Regions from separate parts of the Gasterosteus aculeatus genome. Here region 1 is linked to region 2. The links are chromatin contacts, called in public Hi-C maps. All regions are on one chromosome and are shown on one strand. The core of a region is the stretch at or near the end of the contact, and the rest is flanking DNA. Distances in the headings are between cores, read along the strand shown.

The links. Hi-C and Micro-C count contacts between places; a contact is called where the count stands out from the background.
Region 1: a Hi-C map of tail fin shows a contact between it and region 2, with 2.3 times the contacts expected there. The contact joins the enhancer-like site here to the promoter of rps16 in region 2. A contact is called at or near these places in 3 of 6 Hi-C or Micro-C datasets (skeletal muscle and tail fin).

What each region holds. Positions count from the first base shown.
Region 1 is chr4:33,515,296-33,519,681 of fGasAcu3.hap1.1, forward strand. ppp1r12a (protein phosphatase 1, regulatory subunit 12A) reads left to right here. Exons shown (of 26, transcript XM_078100484.1): 6 at 50-124; 7 at 282-373; 8 at 556-713; 9 at 819-910; 10 at 2,665-2,883; 11 at 3,042-3,133; 12 at 3,353-3,466. Among protein-coding and RNA genes, the nearest start is that of pawr, 14 kb to the right of the region's middle. Within about 2 kb of position 2,751, at least 1 of the 9 cell types and tissues checked has open chromatin away from gene starts, as enhancers often do.
Region 2 is chr4:33,471,200-33,475,394 of fGasAcu3.hap1.1, forward strand. It overlaps rps16 (ribosomal protein S16), which reads right to left and starts at 2,542. Exons shown (of 7, transcript XM_040175061.2): 1 at 2,469-2,542; 2 at 1,819-1,963; 3 at 1,679-1,730; 4 at 986-1,087; 5 at 489-585; 6 at 340-387. The coding sequence starts at 1,726.

The DNA.
Region 1 (4,386 bases), core at 1,501-4,000, 44 kb after region 2:
CTGTGCAAGCCATATTTTAGGTAACTTTTGTCTTACTTCTTCCCCTCAGGGCCAGACAGCTTTTGATGTAGCGGACGAAGACGTTCTCGGATACTTGGAAGAACTTCAAAAGAAACAGAATCTGGTGAGTAGATGTGGCTGGTTAAGTTAATTCGTTAAGAGCAACAATGTTGTAGTATTGTTTTTAATAGCAGATAAAGTTTTGTGAGAATGTCTTTGGTCAAAATGAATCCCATTCGTTGATGCTATTTGCTCCTGATAAAAATACCTTTTCATTCCAGCTGATAGGTGAAAAGAAAGAAATTAAGAAATCTCCTTTGATTGAAACGAAAACCACCGAGGACAACAACCAATCACTGAAACCACTCAACAGGTAAACTCTCCCACTAAATTAGTTTTAAGATTATTAAGCTAAACTAAAGCAAAGGCTTAAGTAGACGTCTGAATATTTATAGTCTTATCTGGACGTGTATTTTTACGCTCTCTTCCAAAAGTACTGTGATGCTGTAGTTCGGTACTGATGGTGTGCGTTGTGTGTTTCTCTCTGTGCTTCAGCAAAGAAACGCTGCTTCTGGAGCCGGAGAAGATCGCCCCACGCATCGAGACCTTGGAACCAGAGAAGGTGGATGAAGGGGAGGAGGGGAAGAAGGACGAATCCAGCTGCTCCAGCGAGGAAGAGGACGACGAGGATTCCGAGTCGGAGACTGAAGCAGGTGTGTGTGTGTGTGTGTGTGTGTTTAGATCACATTTGACCCTTGTTTTGGTTAATTGCCGTCTGACTCACACACCCTCTCCCCATCTCGCTCCAATCCCTCCAGACAAGAGCAAGACCTCGGCGTCGGTGAGCAACAGCACGACGCCCCCCCCTGCCAGCGCCCCCGCGTCTCCTCCGACCAGCCCAACCAACCAGGTGACAACCCCCACTTCGCCGGTGAAGAAGGTGCGACCTGCCGGACAAGAGTTCGGCTCTAATAAGAAACCACGTGTCATTCAAATCAGCAGCCGATTTCGGTTTTTATGATTAAAAATAGAATAAAAAAACTAAACGGGAAACAAAGCGCTGCAGCAGAGCCGTGATGCGGCGGCGGCGCTAATCCACTTCCAGGAGTCTCTCGCCGCTGCTCTGGGAGTCACGTCAGAGCCTTCGTTCTGTACACAAATCAGGGAAATTCATCATCCATTTAGTTTTCCTCCCCCTTCAACACAAACCTAATTTCACAGTCGGCTGAGGTTGCCGGTGGAGGAGGGGGGGGGTTGCAGTTCACACTCCCGTCTGTCGCAGAGATAGTCGCCCCCCCCCTCATGTCACCGGGTCTCTGCGCTGCAGTGCAACGAGCTAACAAATGTCACTGGAGAGGGAGGGGGGTGGGGGGGGGGGCAAAAGCGACATTTACGGCTAATCGTCGGTGGCTTTCGATCGCGGGGACGATTCGTGACGGGACGGGGGAGTTTTCCACTGTTGAGTCCTCTGGCAGGAGGAGGCCAAGCATGAAACCCGCTGAGCGCTTCATACGTCCAAAGGAATACTTCATGCGACGAGGATAATCCGCTTTATTTTTGTAGCACGTTAAAGGCAGCTCAAAGTTGACATTCAGAACTAAAATCTAAACCCCTGCAGCTCATGGCGTTCCCTCTGTGCCATACGGGACAGCATCATCCTCACAAGCCTGAAGAGGCTTCTGTTCATTAATAGTCAGTGACCATCAGAGCCTTCGTTTCTTTCTGCTTCTATTCTCACTGTGATCTCCTCGCTCTGAAGTCACAACGTCTTCGCTCTAACAAGAGTTCTGCACAACCCTAACAACATCCAGGTGTTTGACACAAACGTTTGTCGGATCCGTCCCTTATTCCCCCTCCCTCCCCTCCCTCCCCCCTCCCTGGCAGTAAGCATTGTGTGGTGTGACTACAGCTTAAGAGTCCTTTGCCTTAAAGTGTTTCTTTTGCTGCTTTCTGTCTTATTCTGGCCTTTTTTTTCCCCCCTCTGTATCAACCTCCTCCTTACCCTTCTCTCTCTCTCTCTCCGCGTGTCCCCCCTCTCCCCCCCACCTCATCCCGGGCTCTGGTCCCGCGGGGCTTTAGTTTGATTGTATTACTCCCCTCGTGCTCGTGGCGGAGCCGGGCTGTCCTGCGGTGTGGCGTCGAGGCTTGCGCAAAACCGGCATTTCTCTAGCGCCAAAAAACCCCACGGTGAGGCAGCGGTTCGCTCATCCTACATGCCGCTGTGCACGGGCAAAGTACTCACCAACCTCCTAACCGCCCCGATGCCGGCTTTAACTCATCAACCCGCCGTGGTGTCGTGTGCACTTAAACAACAACAACAACAATGACGAAGAAGGGCCGTCCCGGTTGTGCTCTTGTGTGTCTGAGTTGCTTCTGTGTTTTTTCCTTACGTGGCCACGTATCAATCGGTTCTTAAGAATATATAAATGTAATTTAAAAGACGTGAAAACGATCAATTGATTTATTAACTGGCATGACCCCCCCCTCCCGCTCCACACACAACAACGTCCTCCTAATGGTCTCCACTGTGCAGCCCCCAGGTGATTAATCCAAACTGCTCGACCTGATCGCCCTTTGTGTGACTCACCGATGAGACATAACATGCTATACAGTGCTGTTCGATGGGCACACTAAACCTCTGCCCCCCCCCCCCCCCCCTCTCAGCCCACTGCTGGAAAGGCGTCGACTAAAGTGGAGGACGACAGGAAGGACGAGTCTCCGGCGTCGTGGCGGCTTGGCCTGAGGAAGACGGGAAGCTACGGGGCGCTGGCCGAGATCACCGCCACCAAGGAGGCTCAGCGGGAGAAGGACACGACCGGCGTGATGCGCTCGGCCTCGAGCCCTCGCCTCTCCTCCTCGCTGGACAACAAAGACAAGGAGAAGGTCAACTTGAATATCAACTCTTTTTTTTTTTAAGCCATAAAATATCCGCTCGCATCATTATGGCATGTGTGTGAAAATGGAAGATAAACTAGGTGCTGTTTGATAAATACAGTTTATAGAACCATAACAAAGGTCCTTTTTTCTCCTTGGGGTTCCAGGAAAAGGATAAAGGAAGTCGCCTTGCCTACGTGGCGCCCAACGTTCCCAGGAGGCTCGCCAGTACGTCGGACATCGACGAGAAGGAGAACAGGTGAATCCCGTCAGCCCAGCGGCTCGGTGCAAACACGCCCCCTGCTGCCCGTTGCAGGCAGTGTACCTCAAACGATCTCAGGAAAGGGTAGAATTTAAGTCTAACGGGGCTGAGGTTTTTATCGGTTTATCTTTTCAACACGTCGCTGCTGTGTGTGTGTGTGTGTGTGTGGGGGGGGGGGAAAAGCCTGAGGTGCTAATGTAGCTTGTGGTTCTCCAGGGACTCCACCGCGCTGAAACGCAGCGGCTCGTACACCCGGCGGCGCTGGGACGACGACCTGAAGAACAGCGAGGGAAGCGCCTCCACCAACCGAACCCCCAGCTACCAGCGCAGGTAAACCCCCCCCCCCTCCCCACCACACTTCTTGCTCGACGGTCGCCTGTCTGTCCCCTCGTGTATATTTTGCTTTTGATGCTGCTGAGAAGGCTTTTCTCTCCTCGCTGACACGCAGTCTATTGCATGACTGTACCTGTCTGGTTTGCTGTGCCACTGAGTTTGCTCATTACGTTTTTAACGGGCCTATAGACCCGTCAATCAAAATCGAATTCAGAGTCGCCTGTGGCACAAAACCCAGACCCGGACACGTGTTGCATGTCATGTGGGGAAAAAGCTTTAATTTGCTCTGAAAACGACATTCAGAACCTCTGTTGCTTCGACCCACATATGACATGGACGCACCAGTAGTTTGTCAAAGCTTAATAGTCTAAAAATGTGTGCGTCTGTTACGTTATATCTATGTCCGTGTGTGTGTGCACCTCCTCCGCTAACATGCCTCTCTCCACCCACCCGCCTGCCAACACGCCAGCACGTCCCACACGCTAGCACTAGGGCGGAGCGGCAGCACGCGGGACGTGCCGGCCAAGTCTTCGTCCACCTCCAGCTTGGACCCTAACGCCTGTAACACTAAACCCTGGCAGCCGCCCACCTCCCACTACCAGTCTTACAGCATTTACCGCAGGTACACCAGCCTCCTCTCGCCTGGGGCCCCGCCCTCTCTACACCCACCTGTCCTGACTGTGTGTGTGTGTGTGTGTCCCTGCTCTGCTGCAGTTTACGTGATGCATTCAAGGTCCAAATGAAAACCACTTAATCCAGACTAGGGATTTAGATGTTTCCCACTCAGTAAATGCAGAGACTCCAGAGCCGTTTCTTTGATTTTGGATGGAACATTTCAACAAAGCAAAACGTTGAAGCCTCTGAGCAATCGATGAAAGCGCGTTCGGAGACGGGGAGGTCTAAAATGTCCTTTTTAA
Region 2 (4,195 bases), core at 1,292-3,791:
AGTTCATACTAGGAATTACATATAATTTACACTCCAGCATGTATTTTTACACCACAGGTGTATGTGTATGCAAGGATAACATTTTATAAGAAGTCTTAGATGTGCAAAAAACATCTTGAAAGTTTCTGCTGATCAGGCTGCTTCTTTCAAGACAGAATCAGTGTCCCACAAATGTTTGTGGTTACGAAATGTGTCTTCAACATATGTAAACATGAACTAACGTAGATTAAAAAGATAGTCACTTCAGACGAGTGTTTCCACCCATGGGTCCACACGCCGACAGAGTGTATTTTCCCAAAGGCATCAGCATTTAGGCACTGCACAAAATGTAATACTCACACTTCTGATAGTAGGCAACCAGGGATTTGGAGATGGCCTGACGGATAGCTGGAAGACAGTAACAATGCAGGTCAGAAAAGGTTATATGTCCTAAGACGTGATATCTGCTAATGGATATACAATGACACAGAATATTTTAGAATTCTTACCATAGATCTGAGCCACATGTCCACCACCCTTCACTCTAACTCTGATGTCAACACCAGCAAAACGCTCCTTTCCCAGCAACAGCACTGGCTCCAGAAGCTAAAAAGCACATAATGACAACCATTGTAATCAGGATTAAGTCAGGTGTGTGTATTTTGGCAGAATACCGGAAATCCCAGCTGTGGAAACAAAACCCTGCAGAAACGTATTCCTCCACTAGCATCGAAAAGGACAGCAGGATTTACACAAACATCCGCAATAACAAACCCTTTGAAGTAGCTTTTGTTTACCAGATGTTAGCTAGGCCACGGGCTGTAACGCACCACTTTATATCGTTTTAAAATGCAGTGTGTTGGCTGCAGGTTAAAACTGGCCACCCTTGCCATGGAGCTCTGTGTCCCATTGATTACAGATATTGAACGCGGTGCCTGCCCCCCCCCCCCCCCCCCCCCATCAGCCATGTGCACCATGAAGCCGACCACCTCCCATACGGACTCACCTTGTACTGGAGGGTGGCAGGCTCCACCATCTCCAGGGGTCTGCCGTTCACTTTGATCAGGCCATTTCCCCTCTTGCAGTGAGCAACTGCTGTGGCGGTTTTCTGTGGACAGAAGCATCATCGTAAGATACCTTAGAAATACAAGATTGTTGGATCGATGCCGGATCTGTACGTCGGCTAACGTTGCACATGTATTACACGACTCTCGTAGCATTCAGTATCAATGCAAAACATTAAGTAACGTTACAAGAGTAAGCACAACTTCTCGGGTTACGATTCCAGGCTTCTTATATTAAGAAATAACAGTACATGTCTGTTTAGGGAGCGGTAACGTTATTCTACATTGAACGTTGACATGGTAAAAAAGCACAACTATTGCTAGCAGCCAGGCAGGCTAGCTAGCTAGCTAGCTAACGTTAGCTAACCTAGCGAGCTAAGCTCCGATCCAGTACCACCGTGCCGATAAACCGGGAGACTTTGACTACAGCAACAATATCCCGTGTGCTTTACGGACACTTAGAACGGCGTCGTAGCTTTAAACAGAGTAACGTGACGCGGAGAGCACTGCAGGCCTCCATTATACGGTGTTTGACGGCCACGCTACCGAATCGTGATAGCTAAAGTAGCTAATATGCGCTAGCAAGACAGGATAGCCACACCGCCACATGTTAAAATACAATTTATTTTACTTACTTTACGTCCAAAAACCTGGACAGATTGCAAAGGACCTTTTGCTGGCATGTTTCTGAAACACGAAAGGAAATGTGTTACACCGCAAACCAAGGAAAATATATGATTTTAACTGTTTAGGCGGATCAGCCTGACAAACATACCGTCTTCAGCTAGGATGCCGTACGGAGAGACCGACGGGGTTTCAGAATGAGAAAATCAGGGGCTGTTGCACGACACCTGAAGCGTGCTTTGGAGCAGGTTTTACGACAGTTGCTGCCGCTTAACCTGCATTCTACAGTTCCGTTTCTGCACACATGACAATATTCACCCCTAAATGGAGATCTTCTAATTTGCATCTGCAGTCCCTTGACAGTTAATAAAAATAACAAACAGTGTATGGTGAAATAATTAGTAATGGTGAAAAGAACAACCAATACAAAGTTAGAGAGTAGGTAGTAAAACCATGATCATTTTACTCAATGAATGAATACCGCCTTAAATGGTAAATACACTGTACCAGTAAAGCGATTTGCTTGTGCATTGGTGGGAAAATCTGCTTATTCTATAAAATGTTTTAATCAATCGTAATTTTTCAATTTTTCACATCACAGTTATTTTGGTCTTTGAGTTGTGACCGAACATGGGAGCCTCTTTCGTAACACAGCAACACAGTAAACAAACCTAAAAGTCCACACATAAAACCTCATTACACAAAGCCAAACCATAGAAATATTGCATTGTACTCTTACACTATCAACAATCAAGTATGGTAAACAATTTAGAAACATTTGGAAATAGTAAATCTCTATACCTGGAAAGATGGATTGCATGTTCAGATGATTACAAGTAGCTGTCCAAAGAACAAAAACCAGATGAAGCAGCACTGTTCTGCTGCCAACTGGGGGACGGATTGGGATACTGTTGCAAAAGAAATCTTTAAATGGATACTTGTAGTAATGTAATAACGTTAGCTAACTACTTAAATGTAGATTTTAGATTGATTTGAATAAAAATATCCTGCACATGAAACTTATTATCACATTAAAGCTACCATAAACTGATCCTCATCCACTTTTCACAATATCTGCACAACACCACCCCCAAGTGGCTTTTACTAACACAATTACTTGAGCGATGTGAGTCATGTGTGCAGTGCCTACCTATGCCTCTACATCTACTACTAAAACACTGGTGTTAATAGTTGAGCCCACGGGGGAAATGGCACCTGGCTTCTTGTATTTGTCGGAGGGAATGCGTACTCCCATCGGTGCTTCGTGCCGAGCAGCTGCCTGGACGTCAAAATAAGGGCGTGAAGGGAGCTTTAGAAGTTTATTTGAGATTTTCAAGACATTAACTTACTGGGGTGGAGGACCAAAAACCTCACCTCATCACATTGCAACTCATTCTGTTAAAATGAAAATGTTCTCCACGACTCCGAGGCGCTTAAATCCCACATTTTCTACCCGAGTCGGACGCACCGAGCCTCGGTGCTTTCAAAGACGAGCTCACGGGAGGAGAAGAGTCTGCACTAAAGCCAGAGAGCTGGCAATAAATAAAGACCACACCATATATGTGCATTTCCTCTCCGCGGCCTTATGGAAACACATCACCTGGAGGCGCGACCCCTCGACCTCGTCTTGTCACAGCACCGTGAGCATGAGGCGGCGCTCTCAGATTTACAGGGGAAGGAGATGCCGTTCCCGGCCCGCGGCGGCGGCCCGGTTGACCATAATAGGCCTTTGCGGTGGTTGAAAGAGTGTTGCTGGTTAATTGAAGTCCCCCTGAGCAGAAGGAGAAGAGATCTGCTAAACCCGGTAGGCAGAGAAGCCGAGGCGGGCGGGAGGGGTTGCGGAGGGGTTATGAGGTGCAAACAAGTGCGGTCGCCACGGCAACGAGAGAAAACTTCTCCGGATTGACAACTTAGAAAAGTGTCCCGTCAGAGAGGGGAGCTGGAGGACCGTAATCCTGCAACAGGTCTTGCCTTTTATACACATGTGCGGGGACCCTTCCATAGTTCTCGCTTACGTCACCCCCCAGTGCATCGGCCATCTTTCAAGCCTACTTCTGAGAACCAACAGCCCTAAGGTGGTGGACCCATGAGCCGCTCTTTTCCCCGCCTGTCTCTGTGCCATGGCAGCAGTAAATATTGATGTTTGCCTGAGCGGGGGACGGCTCACACCACTAAAAGGCAGCCTGGTATTGAACCCTGGTTTGGACTTGAGCCCCTTCCATTAATTTGGCTATTTCAGCACGCATTTACCACATAGCAGCGGGCCCTGCAGCTGTCCCACGCTCAGTCAACTTCCATCTGGCCTCGGCGCTGGAGCCACGGGATAATGCTGAAGCGAGCGGGCTCAAGGCTGCAGATATATTTTCTCCTCTCCCAGAATGCAATGCTCCGCTATGGGTATAGTGGAGCTGCGTCTTTCTGGACTCAATTTCTTTAAGTGGCATGAAATACTACATTGAGTGGGCAAAAGTTAGGAAAAGTCAACAGTATCACTATGAGATTTACAGTTACTATACAACACAACTGCA